Linked DNA regions of Mus musculus: regions 1, 3 and 4 are each linked to region 2. The links are chromatin contacts, called in public HiChIP or PLAC-seq and promoter capture Hi-C maps. All regions are on one chromosome and are shown on one strand. Each heading gives the region's core, a stretch centred on a gene start, on an enhancer-like site or on the middle of the called end of the contact. The rest is flanking DNA. Distances are from core to core; before and after follow the strand shown.

Region 1 (3,154 bases), core at 379-2,878, 340 kb after region 2:
CTAATTAGGAAAATGCCTTACAACAGTGTCATATGGAGGCATCTTTAATCGGTGTTCTCTCTTTTTAGGCGATCTCAGTTTGTGCATCAGGTTGGCATAAGACTGGCCAGCACAGGAACTCGGAGATGAAGTTTAGAAGCCAGAGTGGTGAGAACGAGGGAGGAACAGACTCTCTGAGACAGGATGTGAGAAGGCTACCTACGGTGATGTCCAATTCTCTGCCTGTTGATTTTAAAACTAACAATCAATGTTTTAAAATTTGTATTTTTAGGACCAACTGACATGGCAATGGATTAGTCTGCCACATTTTCTGTGTACTCCTCTGCTGGTGGCACATGGATCATCTCCATGCTTTGCCTACCGCAGAGAAAGGGTCCATGAGTGTGCATAACTGATTGAGCTCCTGTTAGGTCCTGAGGCTAAGCTCACAGCAGAGCACTGGGCTCCACAATCGTCCTGCCAGGAGCTTGTTATAGTGACCTTCCCTTAACATTGTAGGGAGGTGTGTCTCTGAGTTTTCAATTCTGTCCTAGCAGAGAACTAAGAGCCCAGGATCCGTGCACAGGATCAGGGAGCCATGGTGGTAGAGACAGTATAGAGGCCCAGAGAAGGGGACAGTGCAGCCACTGGCCACCCATTTCCATCCTGCCAGCCACCAGTGCAGGGGTGCAGGGGGCAGGGAGACTGGTCCAGTGATGGCCATCTTAAGAATGCCTTGACGGATTAAAACTGATAATGTTCTGGCATGTGTATCCATTAAAGTTCAACACATTTTCAAAGGTTATAACATAGTACATGTTACAGGTATGCCTTACAATCCCACAAGTCAGATAGTTCTAGAAAGGTCTAACCATACTTTAAAGGAGATATGCATGAGCAGAGGGGAGGTTATGAGATCTCCCAGAGAGAGATTACATAATGCTTCATTTACTTTACGTTTTTAAAATATTAATGAGACAGATGGCGCAGCTGCTGAAGATTTAGACATTTTAGAAAGGAGTGCTGAATTAAATTACCCTGTATACTTTAATGATACGTTGACCTCAGAATGGTAGTCAGGAAATATGTTGCATTGGCAAAGAAGATAAGCTTTTGCTTCAAGAGGAAGCAACAATCTATGGATTCTTTCAAAGTTAATAAAGATTAGACTTGACTGTGGGAGACCTTCTGAAAATCTTGGCTCCTGACATGAAAGATGTGAAGAAAGAGACCCAGAAAAACTACAAAACAGATGACATGAAGGACAGTCCCTGGTTTTGGGAACAGCTAAGAGACCAGCTGAGACACGCATGTCTCTGGAGAAGCCAATGAATTTGTTTGACTACCTGGTTCTCATCCTTTCATCTGTCATGGCGGGCGATTTATTCTACAGCTTGATGATATGTTCAAACAGACGTAGAAGATTGACAGATGCATTTCATCTGCTCAAACATAGAGCAAAGAAATTATCATTAGCTGATAATGTGTACACTGCACATTCCATGCATGTGTTAATACAGAAATGTCCTTACAATGTTACCTATAAAAGTTTATGTGCTTTCAGAGCCAACTGAAAAGACACCACTGAAGACAAAGCATCTAGCCCCAGGGGACCCAGCCTCACAGACTGCCTCAATTGCTGTTTCCTCAAAAATTGTATCCAGGACAGTTTCAAAGTGTCCAGCCTCATACAATGTCTCTGCCAGGACTTCAGTTACATCCCACACTTTCCTATCCCACAGAGCCTGAACAGCAAAGGAGACAGCCAAGTCTCCCAAGACTTGTCCAATATCACGGTTTTCTAGGATCCCCCCCACCTCAAAAAAAAAAAACTGTCGCCCCAGACTTCAGGAAGCAATTTTAAGAACATAACACCCTCATTCCCAAGAGGTGGTTAGTGGGTTTCGGTCATTCAGTGGGTTATGGATGTGTGTAGTCATTTAGTGGGATTGGTTTCAAGTTGTTACTCGTCATTATCAAGGAGGAAACAAAGGAAACCAGGGACGTCTTTCTATCTCCCCCATCCTTCTTCCCCTCCCACTAGTGTTAGGGGGGGAAGATGAGTAAATCAGGACATAAGGGGATGAAAAAGAACAAAGAAAGGCATGTTATTGTACCTCCTTTTAGACGAGTAAAGCAAAAGCCCTCAAACACTTTAGATTGATGGGGATTTTTGTATGATGATAAAAACTTAATGCTATATTCGCTATACCATACATTGTATATGATTCAACTCTTGTGTAAGTTATATGTGAGTATGCAACTCATTTGAAAATGTAAAGTTCTAGTTTTATGAAAACTACTATTGTAAAACTGTTAATGATAATTAAGAAATGGAAGTTAATAACCATCTATAAATAATCAAGCTTATAGTCATGTTGGGGACTAATTTACTTAGTTACAGAAATAAGCCTTATTTAACTTCCTGTATGTTTTCTTTTTTTCTTTTTCTTTTTCCCCCGAGACAGGGTTTCTCTTTGTAGCCCTGGCTGTCCTGGAACTCACTCTGTAGACCAGACTGGCCTCGAACTCAGAAATCTGTCTGCCTCTGCCTCCCGAGTGCTGGGATTAAAGGCATGCGCCACCACCACCTGGCCCTGTATATGTTTTCAATGTTAAGCAGAAAGTCAATAGCTAGAAACAAGCAATATTTGTCAGTCACAAAGCAAGATACAAGAAAACTGAAATAACCCCATGTATCCTATCAGACTACCATGGATTAAAGCTGGACTTCAACAACAAGAGATACAACAGAAACCCTACACACTCATGGAAATTGAACAACTCTCCAATCAATGACCAGTGGGTCAGAAAAGAAAAAAGAAGTTAAATACCTTCCAAAATACAATGAAAATGAAGGCACAACATAACCCAAACTTATGGGACAGCATTAAAGCAGTGCTAAGAGGAAAGTTCATAGCACTAAGAGTGCCCTCATAAAGAAATTAGGCAGTCCTTGTACTAACAATTTAAAAGTGCACCTGATGCTGGGTGTGGTGGCGCACACCTTTAATCCCAGCACTTGGGAGGCAGAGGCAGGCAGATTTCTGAGTTCGAGGCCAGCCTGGTCTACAGAGTGAGTTCCAGGACAGCCAGGGCTACACAGAGAAACCCTGTCTCAAGAAAGAAAGAAAGAAAGAAAGAAAGAAAGAAAGAAAGAAAGAAAGAAAGAAAG
Region 2 (3,594 bases), core at 172-2,671:
TACCCCACTCCCGACCCCCTTCCTTGGCCCCAATCCCCTGGCGCCGGAGCCCTGCTCCGAGCCCTTTAAGAGCCGCCCCCACCCGCCGAGCAGGGAGGTGGGGTGGGTGGGCCGGTCGGGGCACACACCCGCACATAGGAGCCGGAGCCGCGGCCGCCGCCGGGGGAAGGAAACAAGTTTGAACAGCGGCGCCCGGCCCCCTTCCCCCTCCCCTCGTCCCCGCCCCGGGCCGGATTCCGACGGGGCAGACGGGCAGGGGGCGGCGAGGCCCCCTCCCCCCGCGCGCCCGGGCGCAAAGTCCAGCCTGTGCGAGCCCGGGGGCGGCGGGGGAGGGGAAGGGGGAAAGTCCGAGTGGGAGGGGGGGTTAATCCTGCTGCCCCCCGCCCGGCGATGGGGGGGGAGGGGAATCCTGGCCCCTTAAGGAGGAGCAACTTGGCGGGGAAGAGAGGGGCGGAGGGAAAAGACGGCCCGCTGAAAGAAGCGCAGGATCGGGGAGGGGGAAGGACGAAGGGAGAGCCTCTGCATTCCCCCCCCCCCCCCCATCTTTCCCACCCTCCTCAACTCCCAGCCTCCGCCCGCGCCGGAGGAGGGTACCCAAGTCTCCCCTGAGCCACCTTAAAGCCGCGCGTTCTAAGGTCGGAAACAAAAAGTTCCTTTTTCGAACGTTCGGGCTGCGCTTTGGAACTTTGCGACTCAGTCCGGGCGGGGGAGCGAGGAGACGGACGGGGGAGGGGCGGTGCAGCCCGGACCCCGAGTCCCGTGTTCCCCTCTCACGCCCAGCTCCAGGCCATCCCGTATCCCGCTCACCGGGTGCTGGGCACGCGCTGCCGTGAAGGTCACGGGCCGGACCGCGCAGCGCAGAACCGAGCATAGCGGGTCCCTGTACAGAACCCCCACCTCGCACCGCACACGTCCCGGCCCCCGGAGTGCAACGTGACAGAACGACAGGGAGGGGACTCTGCCACCCCAGTGATCCCGGGAGAACCCAGGTTGCCGAGTCCGGGAAGGGAAAGCCCAGCACCCGCAGCACCCATACCATTCCGAAAGGATCCACAGAATTGGGGCTCCCAGGCAGCACCCCAGCTCGCGCCTCTAGAAGCAACAGGTCTCGAGTGCTTGGGGGTCCCCAAGAACTGGGTATCAATCGGGCTCCCCAGAACCCCTTCAGCCCCCACCCAAAGTTTTCCCTCCCGGTTTCCCGGGGCAACAAGTCTCCCCCACACGTGCTGCCCCCGCCCCCACCTGTGTCCGCCGGGGTCTTCATGCTGGGGGGCCCGGGGCAAGGCGCCCCAACTCCGGGCCGCTGCTCCTGGCGCCCGCGTTGCCCCGTCCCGTCCCGCGCCCGTTGGGACGCCCTCGCCGCCGCACCCGGCCTCGCCTCTCAGAGCCTCTCCCCTCCCCGCCGCCGCCTCCCGGGTTAATATCGCACTCCGGGGCCGGGACGCCCACGCCCCCCGGCCGGCGACGTCACCGCCGCGTCGCCATGGAGACACTGTGCCCGCCCCCTCCCGCGCACTCACACACGCTTGCCGGCGCGCAGCCACTGAGGACCGGCCGGCTCTTGGCTTAAAGGGGCCGCGCGGCGGGGGGGGGGGGGGGGGGAGGAAGGGCAGGGAGGGGCTGGGGAGGTCCTGGGGGTCACGACCCTTCTTGGAGGCTCTAAGTCAGAAGAACTTAAGTCTTCAGCACTCAGTACCTGCTGCCTCTCTTCTGCCCTTTCCTGGCTCCAGAGTTTCTTTTGGGACCTTTTTGGAGGAAAGGAATTATATGAAGGGGGACGATCAGAAATTTTTGTGGGGAAGGGGCAGAGTCTTCTCCGCAGGGGGGCGGAGTCTGGATCTTGGAGGATGATCAAGAGCACAGCCATTTCCCAGCCTGAGTTTACCCAACCCCCTCAACCCCGAGCCTGAAAGAGGGCAGCTGTCCAGGGGTGGGGTGGAATGGGTGGGAAACATTTCCCAGCATCGGAAATGGGGAGGCGGCTGTACCCTCGACTCCTGTGGAGATGGGGTCTTGGCCTTCCTGATAGACCCAGTCCAGCTGGGGAGGAAGTGACCAGAATGCATTCGGGAGCCCCCACAATCACCACTGTCCCTTAGGCTGCAGCTGTCCTGGGAACGCGGCCGGAGGTACCCCCACCTCCACACTGGAGCAGGGGGTTCCGGAGATAGTGCCAGGATGCTGGGGGCGACCCAAGTCTGAACAAATGTGCTCCGGAGGAGCATTGGGGGTCGCCAGGAGAGAGGAAGACAGGGCTTAAGACCAAAGGCCCGAGCGTAGGGGAAGTGTTAAGTCTGTGTTCGCTGCAGCAGATAGGAGGAATGGATGGAGCCTGAGGCTCGGGAAACAGGAAATCGGGGTACCGATCGGATGCAGGTAGGCAGCCTGCTACTGGGTAGAGGGGAAGCAGAGCTATATTCTCATAAACTAAACCTAAACAGTCTCAGGGAAATAATGAAAAATAAACCAACCGGAGTTACCAAAGGAAGAGATAGGGGACTAGGAGACTGAAAAGATGATGAATCAGAGCCGTGAGATGCGGCAAGCAAGAGGGAAGGCCTATCTGGCTCAGGCTATAGGTGCTTAAGGCTTCAAACCCAAACTTCTCCGTTGTTGGGTTCCTATTCAGCCTTTAAACCAGCTCACGGGTGCTAGAGAGAAGTCTCATGCCTCCTCCTTAGGGAGACCATGGCCTCCAGGGAAGTGTCACCCCTTTGGGAATTATGTAACCTTGCCTACGGACAGTGCAGCTCCCCACGGATATTGTAACCCTCTGGGAGCAGCGTGGTCCAGCAATAATCATCATTGTTACAATAACAGCTCTCAATTCTTAGTGCTCACGATGTGCCAGGCTGGGAGCCAAGCATTGTCTGTAACATCTTCATACTCATAAAATCCCAATGAGGGGCCTGCTATTGTAACCCCTACCACAGATTAAGAACCAAAGGCTCTTTCTTACAGGGGAAATTAATCTGCCAAAGTCCTATAGCAAGGAAGTGCTGGGATCAGTATTCAAGGCCTGATCTGTACAATTCCAGTTTTGCCATTGTACTTCACTGTTTAAAATAGATCCGTAACACACCCCATGTCCCCATTTCCTGACAACAAAAACAGACTTGAGTGGCAACCCTACTTCTCCTACCCACTCTCTTACCTAAAACAACGGAAATCACCTCTTTAAGCCTCGTCTGTAAAAATGGGGCTATTTTTTAGGCCCTGAAAGATAAAAGATTATTATTAAAAACTGGGTTGTGGTATAAATGTACAGTAATAGCCAGGTGATGGTGGCGCACGCCTTTAATCCTAGCACTTGGGAGACAGAGGCAGGCGAATTTCTGAGTTCGAGGCCAGCCTGGTCTACAGAGTGAGTTCCAGGACAGCCGGGGCTACACAGAGGAACCCTGTCTCCAAAAACAAAAACAAAACTAACTAAATAAATGTACAGTAATAATTGGGATGGGGTAATAGCTCAGTATCTTTGGCATGCTTGGGAGTCCCTGTTACACTGCCAGCACCAATAATTAATTAAATAAAGCTATGCACACTAGCTCACTCCTGTAATCTCAGCTCTCATGCTGAAACCAGAGGACCGGT
Region 3 (3,211 bases), core at 353-2,852, 480 kb after region 2:
AAATGATGATGAGGAGGAGGAGGAAGAGGAGGGGTGGTGGCAGCACCTGCCAACAGGGATGAGAATGGAACTAGAACCCAAAGTTTTTTGTTTTATTTTGAATCAGGGTCTCACATAGCTCTGGCTGGCCTGGAACTCAGCTTACTTCTGTCTCCTTAGTGCTGTCATCATGGCATGCACCATCATGCTCAGTTAGAACCAAAGCTTTGAGTGTGAGGCCAAGTAAGCAAAGTTGTATGCAGCCAACTGACTGACCAATGCTCTTCCTGGCCTATAGACTATAACCTCCAGCTCCAGATGGTTTGGGCAACTTTGTTGTCTCTTAGAACACACAGTTCCTGTTGAACACCCTGTTTCGAATCCCTATGATAGCCTAAAGACAGGCTAGAAACCTCATCCTAGGGTTGCCTGGCTAGGGGCTTGGCAAAGGTAGAATCTTGGCTGCCCAGCCTCAGCAGGGTTGTAGAGATGAATTATCTTCCAAGGACAGGTATGTCTGAGGTTGACACATAATAGGTACAGAAGAGCTAACTACAGGGAATATGACCTGGGCTGAGATTCTGCGACTATGGGAACACAGCATGCAGTGCTAGTCTCTTTCAAAGATCTACCCTGCCCACGAGACAGCTACGCATTATCAAAGTAATCCTCACAACCACGGCTAATGGTCGTGTCAAGATGTGCTCCAAACCTTTGCCTACATTCATTCATACAACAAATTTTTCATAATTAAATTTTCTGGAACAAACTTTTTGGAGTTTTGGCTAAAACAAGAAAAGCCGCCGGGCGTGGTGGCGCATGCCTTTAATCCCAGCACTTGGGAGGCAGAGGCAGGCGGATTTCTGAGTTCGAGGCCAGCCTGGTCTACAAAGTGAGTTCCAGGATAGCCAGGGCTACACAGAGAAACCCTGTCTCAAAAAACCAAAAAAAAAAAAAAAAAAAAAAAAGAAAAGCCACTGGCTTAAAACCTCTTTATTGGCCTCACTGACCTAGAGCTTCAGCCCCTGGCTCTAGCCTTGGGTTAACTAGAGGACTGTGTTCTTTACTTTGGAGGGCAGGAGCCTTTGCATTATGGTTGGTTTGGATCATATGGCCTGATCTGCATCCCTTCTGCGAGGTCAGCAGGCTGGAGACCACAGGCGATCTGTGCGACTTAGGCCTAACTCCAGCTCCAAACAAGGATGTAGCAGCTAAGAAGGCTGCATTAGTTCTACTTTGTGCCTGCCTGAACTGCAGGACAGAAATGGCACATGGCATGCTCTCACCGTGACTTCCACTGTTGGGCTAATTTGGGCAGCAATGTGAGTAAAGGTCAGGCAGGGAATTCTTTCTGGGGAGAGCAAAAGAGGAACCTCAGGGCATAAACATCATGGCTCAGCCTCTTAGAAGTCCAGTGGGACAGACAGACTAAAATTCCGAAAAGGTCTAACAAAGAGAATAGGGCAGAGTGAGGTGGGGAGCAGTGAATATAAAGCTTGATTGGGAGAACTTATCTAGCATAAGTAAGGTCCTAGACTTGACTGCCAGTACAAGAAGCCAACTAAGCATGTCTAGAGAGAAGGCTGAGTAGTAGACCCCTTACTGTCAGGGCTGAGCTAAAGGAAAACCACAGAGCGCTTACAAACTGTCGTCAACTGGCCTGTGCAGGATCTTCAATTCATGTGAGGACAACATGTTTCCTGGAGACTTCCTTTCCACTCAGCCAGCCACCAATGCTAGTTACCAGCTCCCTTTTCATCAGGCTTTAAGCCATGGTTCCAAGTAGTCAGTGCCACACACAGAAAGCACTTTAGCCAGGTTACACGATGGGGCTTTATAGGGTTTATCTGTATGCTTATAGGGTCCTAAGAAAGCGTGCATGTAAGGCTGAACCAGAGAACCCACAACAAGTAAACACACGCTGCTGCAACTCAATGGAGCCTACACAACAAATGCAAATAAAATGCTGTGTGGGTAACAAACATGTGGAACCCACCAGTGACAGCGATTCTAAGCTCTGCTTAGCCCACTCATTCTTTTGACAATGCTGAAAACCATACACAGTGTTTTGACTCCAATTCAAAACTGACTGAACCCCACCCCTAATTGAAATGTAAACATGTGCCACATACTCCTAAGGATGTGCCCAGAGAAGCTAGAGTACCTTTACTCTGCAGCGTGTAACGATATCCACACCAGCTGTTCTGAACTCGGTCCTATGGAGGCACGAGGGGCCTTAAGCTCCATTTTGCAAACTAGGATGCTGAGATTCATTCACATGATCAAGTTGGCTGTCCACAAATGATAGCTAGCAAGCAGTAGAGTTGGGGTTCAAGCCTGTGAGACTTAGAAATCTTTGGTTCTTGAGACTGGAGAAATAGCTCAGTGGTTAAAAGTACTAGCTGCTTTCCCAGAAGACCACTCCCAGAACCCATATACATGGCAGCTTACAAAAGTGTAACTCCAGTACCAAAGATCTGATGCCCTCTTCTGGTTTTTGTGAATCAGGCACACATGCAGCAAACTGGTATGTAGGCAAAACACCTACACACAAAGAAATCTATTCCTCTTTCATGTGGCTATGTGACTCTTGCCTAAAAATGAGTGAGCCGGTAGGTCTGGGTCAGAAAGTGGCATGAAGGGGCTATTGCTATCCTCACAAATGGTGCGCCCTTGACCAGCACAGCTGCTACAGAGCACGATGGAGAATTGAGAAAAGGGCTTGGAGGGGATCCCCATGCAGTGACTACGTTTCCACCCCTCTGCCAAGGACCACTAGTTGGTTGCAAGTACCTGATCTAGGATATAGTTTCGCTTCTTTCGGGCAGCGATCTGAATAAGACGGTTGAGGCACTGAGTGGCCTGCTGGATCAGGACATCCCAGCGACCAGCATAGTTCCGCTGCCTCCGCAGGCCCATCACCTGTGGGTGAGAGGGAATGAAAGGTAAGTGGAGTCTTAGGTACAGGATAGCACCCAGAGGCTGGGAGGTAAGTCAGGTAAACTCACAGGTCATCCTTACCCGCATCTTATCCATGATGGCATTGGTACCCAGAATGTTGTACTTCTTGGAAGGGTTGGAGGCAGCGTGTTTGATGGCCCACGTGGTCTTGCCAGCAGCAGGCAGGCCTACCATCATCAGAATCTATAAGAATAGGACAGGGAAGGGGTGCTGTGAAACAGCAGCAGCATGTGGCATAGTACCACCCTGGCTTGATGGTGCCCATGATGAT
Region 4 (3,611 bases), core at 560-3,059, 420 kb after region 2:
AGCCCTGAACAGTCAAGAGAGACCCCAGACCTAGGCAGATACCTCCACCATCAGCCTGATGCTCCTACCTCAAAGTCAGGGGTCTCAGGCTCCCCCAGGCCAGCACTCACTGAAGGAAGAGGTGGGAGAAGAAGCTGCCAGCCTCTGGGGGACTCTGCAAAGGCAGTTTCTGGGAAGGGGGTTCCCAGCTCTGGCTTCTCAGACCTGGGAGCCAGGAGGTCACAGGTTATGCTTGGCAGTAAGGGTTGCTGGAGTTCCTGTATGCTGGAGTTGTCCATGGTTGTGGAGGCTGTGGTAGAGGGCCCTGGAGACAGAAGGAAGCAAATGCAAATTTCAAAAGTCTTGCCTTCATCCATCACCCTATGCCTATGGGCTCTGGACAGATGAGAGAGCTCAAAACACCTTCTCTTCACTTTACAGATAGAAAAACAGATTTTGAGAATAGAAAGGAGGTTGCCTAGTTCATACACTATTCTGGGCCCCAGGTGATCAATTCTGGGATTAGATAGATAGATAGAGATGTGTGTGTGTGTGTATATACATATACACACATAAAGGTATTTAGGGCTGGAGAAATGTCATTTAAGAGCACTGGCTACTCTTCCAGAGGGCTCAGGTTCAATTCCTAACACCCACATGGTAGCTCACAACTGTCCAGTTCCAGGGATCCAACACCCTCACACAGACATACATGCAGGCAAAACACCAATGCACATAAAATAAAAATAAATCATTTTTAAAAAGTATGTACCACTGGGCAGTTGTGGCATGCACCTTTAATCCTAGCACTTAGGAGGCAGAGGAACGCGAGTCTCTGTAAGCTCAGAACAGCCTGGTCTACAAGGCAAGTTCTAGGACAGCCAAGGACATACAGAGAAATCCTGTCTCGAGAAACCAAAAAATATGTAGTAAAAATACCTGTTGCACAATCATTGTAAACCACGTCTTACACACGTTTGTCCCATGAGTCCTCTACACACACACACACACACACACTTCCATCTCCAGGTTCACAGGTCCGCAGCCTTCCCCCTATAATGCACACATCCATCCCTCATCCCCAGTCACATATGAGCTCCACCCTAGTTCACACACCCCTAGCCCTCACTCACACTCAGTTCCCAGGGCCACTGTCACCCATCCCTTTTGAAGGTAAACCCACCCACACCCTGGCTCTGCCAAAGGTCTCCTTAAGCACATGCTGCAAAATTACAGCGACTCCCCTCAAAAACATGTCTGAGGCCGGCAGCGTTCTTACGTATCCTGTGTATCCCTGAGCCACCTTGCAGTCCTCACCGTTGTTGCATCTGAAACCGCAAACACCCTCACCATGCAGAAATCGCCACTGCTACGTTTCTCAGGTCTCATCCCTTCCATTGCACACCTGTCCAGCTCAACCGGTGTCGCACCTTGCCCCACACATCTCCCCACTGGCCGGCCTGTCGCCTTAGCTCTTCAGCATATGTACTGTTCACACTCAGCCAGAAAGATCCTTCTCATTCTATGATTCCCCCGCCCCAGGTCATTCCAAATCTAGCGCAGGTCCCCCGCCAAAGGTTCGCCTCCATCCTTTTCTCGCCCCCGCAACACCAGGACCCTGGGGGAGGAGCAATGTCCCCATCTATTCTCACCGCCCACGGTCAAGCGCCGGACATGGTTGGGTCTTGCAGGGCACCCACCTTGCCCTGCCGCCCAGAGATGGGCAAACCTGAACCCAGAGATCGGGCGTCCGGGCTACCCCGTACAGGGTCTGAATGCTGCTGAGCTGCGCTTGGGTCTCTGCGCCCCAGCCCCGCAGCGAGCTGGGGAGGAGAGAGGCGGGGCAATAGCTCCAGACTCCGCCCCTCCGCAGCGACCCGGGAGGGGGCCTCCGATTCTGGGGGTCCCAGAGCCAGCAGCTTCTCCCTTAAAGAGGCTGAAACCTGATGGTTGGAACATGGCTGGACCCCACATTACTCACCCAAAATGATGGCTCAACAATAATAATAACATCGACTACAGCTTTGTGCCTTATTCTAAGAGGTGCTTTAAATATACACAGCCACAGAACAATTCTAAGTAGCATGGTATATGGTCTTTTTTTACCCGGCAGCAAAGAGGCACAGAGAGGTGAAGTAACTGGTCTGAGAACACAGCTTGTTCAATGAGTGCGGATGCTACCCCTTGCCGGGTCCTGGTTGCATTCCCTTTAATTTGCAGATGAGGAAACTGAGGCCAGGACACTGGCTCCTGTGTTGACATAAACAAATGGGACCAGTGCCAACAGACTGTAACCCACAGCAGAATCCCCAGGGGGAGGGAAGAAGCTGAGGTAGGAAGGTTGAGCGAAGCTTCCAAGGACAGAGGCCGAGGAATGGTCTAGGATGGGATGCTATAAGCATCCTTCAGTGACGTTGGTGGTTGGTGGTGTCCAGGGTTGGGCTCTCTGCATACAGCTCCTTTGCAGGCATTCCAAGGCACTCGATGTGTGAACTTTGGACCATAGATAGTGTCATCTCTCTCTAAACCGAATTCCTTCATCTGGAAACTCGGGACATATGCCCATCCTCCTAGATGTGATAACAATTAAACATTTTTTTATGCCGAGTGTGGTGGCACACGCCTTTAATCCCAGCACTCGGGAGGCAGAGGCAGGCGGATTTCTGAGTTTGAGGCCAGCCTGGTCTACAAAGTGAGTTCCAGGACAGCCAGGGCTACACAGAGAAACCCTGTCTCCAAAAACAAAAACAAAAAAATTTTTATATTACATTTATTTCTTTTGTGTGGTGCACACATGCTATGTAGAGCAAGCATGTGTAGAAGTCAGTGGATGAATTGTAGGAGTTGGTTCTTTTCTTCCACCAGATATGTTCCTGGGATCCAACATAGATTATCAGGATTAGCAGCAAGCCCCCCTTTCCTCTGAGTCATTTCCACAGCCCGACATATGGATTTTAACTTAGATGTGACAACAAATGCCCACACATTTACCCAAAGTCTGGCAAAGTAAGCGCAGTGAACACATGTAATGTGTTTATCAATTTTATGATTTATAATACGTGTCCGTTCAACTGAAGAACGCTCCTGGCCCTCCAAGACATCCCCTCCTTCAGGAAGCCCACCCAGTTTGCACTGCCTCCCTTTCCTGCCGCCCTCCATCTGGCTAGACAGGAGGATTCCCGATGTGAGGCCGTGGAGTTCCCTAGCTCTAGGGTGCCAGGGAACTTTGCCAAGAGTCCAAACACTCAAGCTGGCACCGGCCCCACTCCCGGAGAGAGCAGATGGCGTCTGGGAGCATGCTTGGCTCAGTCTGAGTGTCTGGCACAGAGACCCACGGGAGGGATAACGCCAGGGGCAAGGGCCAGGATGGTTTTCACCAGAAGGTATTTACTAGCTCCTTCCTCTTGCTCTATTTGTCTTTTACGCCACGTTAAAAAACTGCTACCCGCTTCCGTTTGCATGCCGCTCCTGCCTGCTCCCATCAACACCAGCTCCACTGGGGCTGGGATTTAGTCTCTTTTGTTCAGGGATGTGCCTCGGGCCTGAAAAAAAAGTGCATGGCACAAAGAAGGCCCTCCTTTCGGACTCACGGATGAGGGTATGAACTCCTAACTAGCCTCATTTTTCCATCA

What was found. Promoter capture Hi-C pulls out the DNA fragments that hold promoters and counts their contacts. HiChIP or PLAC-seq counts read pairs in DNA pulled down with a chosen protein or histone mark.
Region 1: a promoter capture Hi-C map of pre-B cells shows a contact between it and region 2. The contact joins the enhancer-like site here to the promoter of Erf in region 2. A contact is called at or near these places in 8 of 39 promoter capture datasets (the C10 cell line, cranial neural crest, hippocampal neurons and 5 more) and 2 of 115 datasets of contacts at active chromatin or transcription factors (craniofacial prominence and memory CD8 T cells).
Region 3: a promoter capture Hi-C map of pre-B cells shows a contact between it and region 2. The contact joins the enhancer-like site here to the promoter of Erf in region 2. A contact is called at or near these places in 4 of 39 promoter capture datasets (cranial neural crest, liver and pre-B cells) and 1 of 9 other capture datasets (liver).
Region 4: an HNF4G HiChIP or PLAC-seq map of pancreatic cancer cells shows a contact between it and region 2. The contact joins the promoter of Tmem91 here to the promoter of Erf in region 2. A contact is called at or near these places in 10 of 39 promoter capture datasets (the C10 cell line, the HPC-7 cell line, cranial neural crest and 6 more), 3 of 484 Hi-C or Micro-C datasets (CD8 T cells, Sertoli cells and natural killer cells), 6 of 115 datasets of contacts at active chromatin or transcription factors (the 230-238 cell line, bone marrow-derived macrophages, embryonic stem cells and 3 more) and 2 of 9 other capture datasets (adipose tissue and liver).

The regions. Positions count from the first base shown.
Region 1 is chr7:25,592,978-25,596,131 of GRCm38.p6, forward strand. No RefSeq gene overlaps it. Among named protein-coding and RNA genes, the nearest start is that of Gm51473, 7.7 kb to the right of the region's middle. Within about 2 kb of position 1,629, at least 6 of the 459 cell types and tissues checked have an H3K27ac peak or open chromatin away from gene starts, as enhancers often do. A contact at or near this core is called in pre-B cells, where this site is marked.
Region 2 is chr7:25,249,337-25,252,930 of GRCm38.p6, forward strand. Erf (Ets2 repressor factor) reads right to left here and starts at 1,422. Exons shown (of 4, transcript NM_010155.3): 1 at 1,243-1,422. The coding sequence starts at 1,264.
Region 3 is chr7:25,730,244-25,733,454 of GRCm38.p6, forward strand. It overlaps Hnrnpul1 (heterogeneous nuclear ribonucleoprotein U-like 1), which reads right to left. Exons shown (of 15, transcript NM_144922.3): 9 at 3,001-3,123; 10 at 2,773-2,901. Among named protein-coding and RNA genes, the nearest start is that of Ccdc97, 13 kb to the left of the region's middle. Within about 2 kb of position 1,603, at least 39 of the 459 cell types and tissues checked have an H3K27ac peak or open chromatin away from gene starts, as enhancers often do. A contact at or near this core is called in pre-B cells, where this site is marked.
Region 4 is chr7:25,673,357-25,676,967 of GRCm38.p6, forward strand. Tmem91 (transmembrane protein 91) reads right to left here and starts at 1,810. Exons shown (of 4, transcript NM_177102.4): 1 at 1,680-1,810; 2 at 69-304. The coding sequence starts at 278.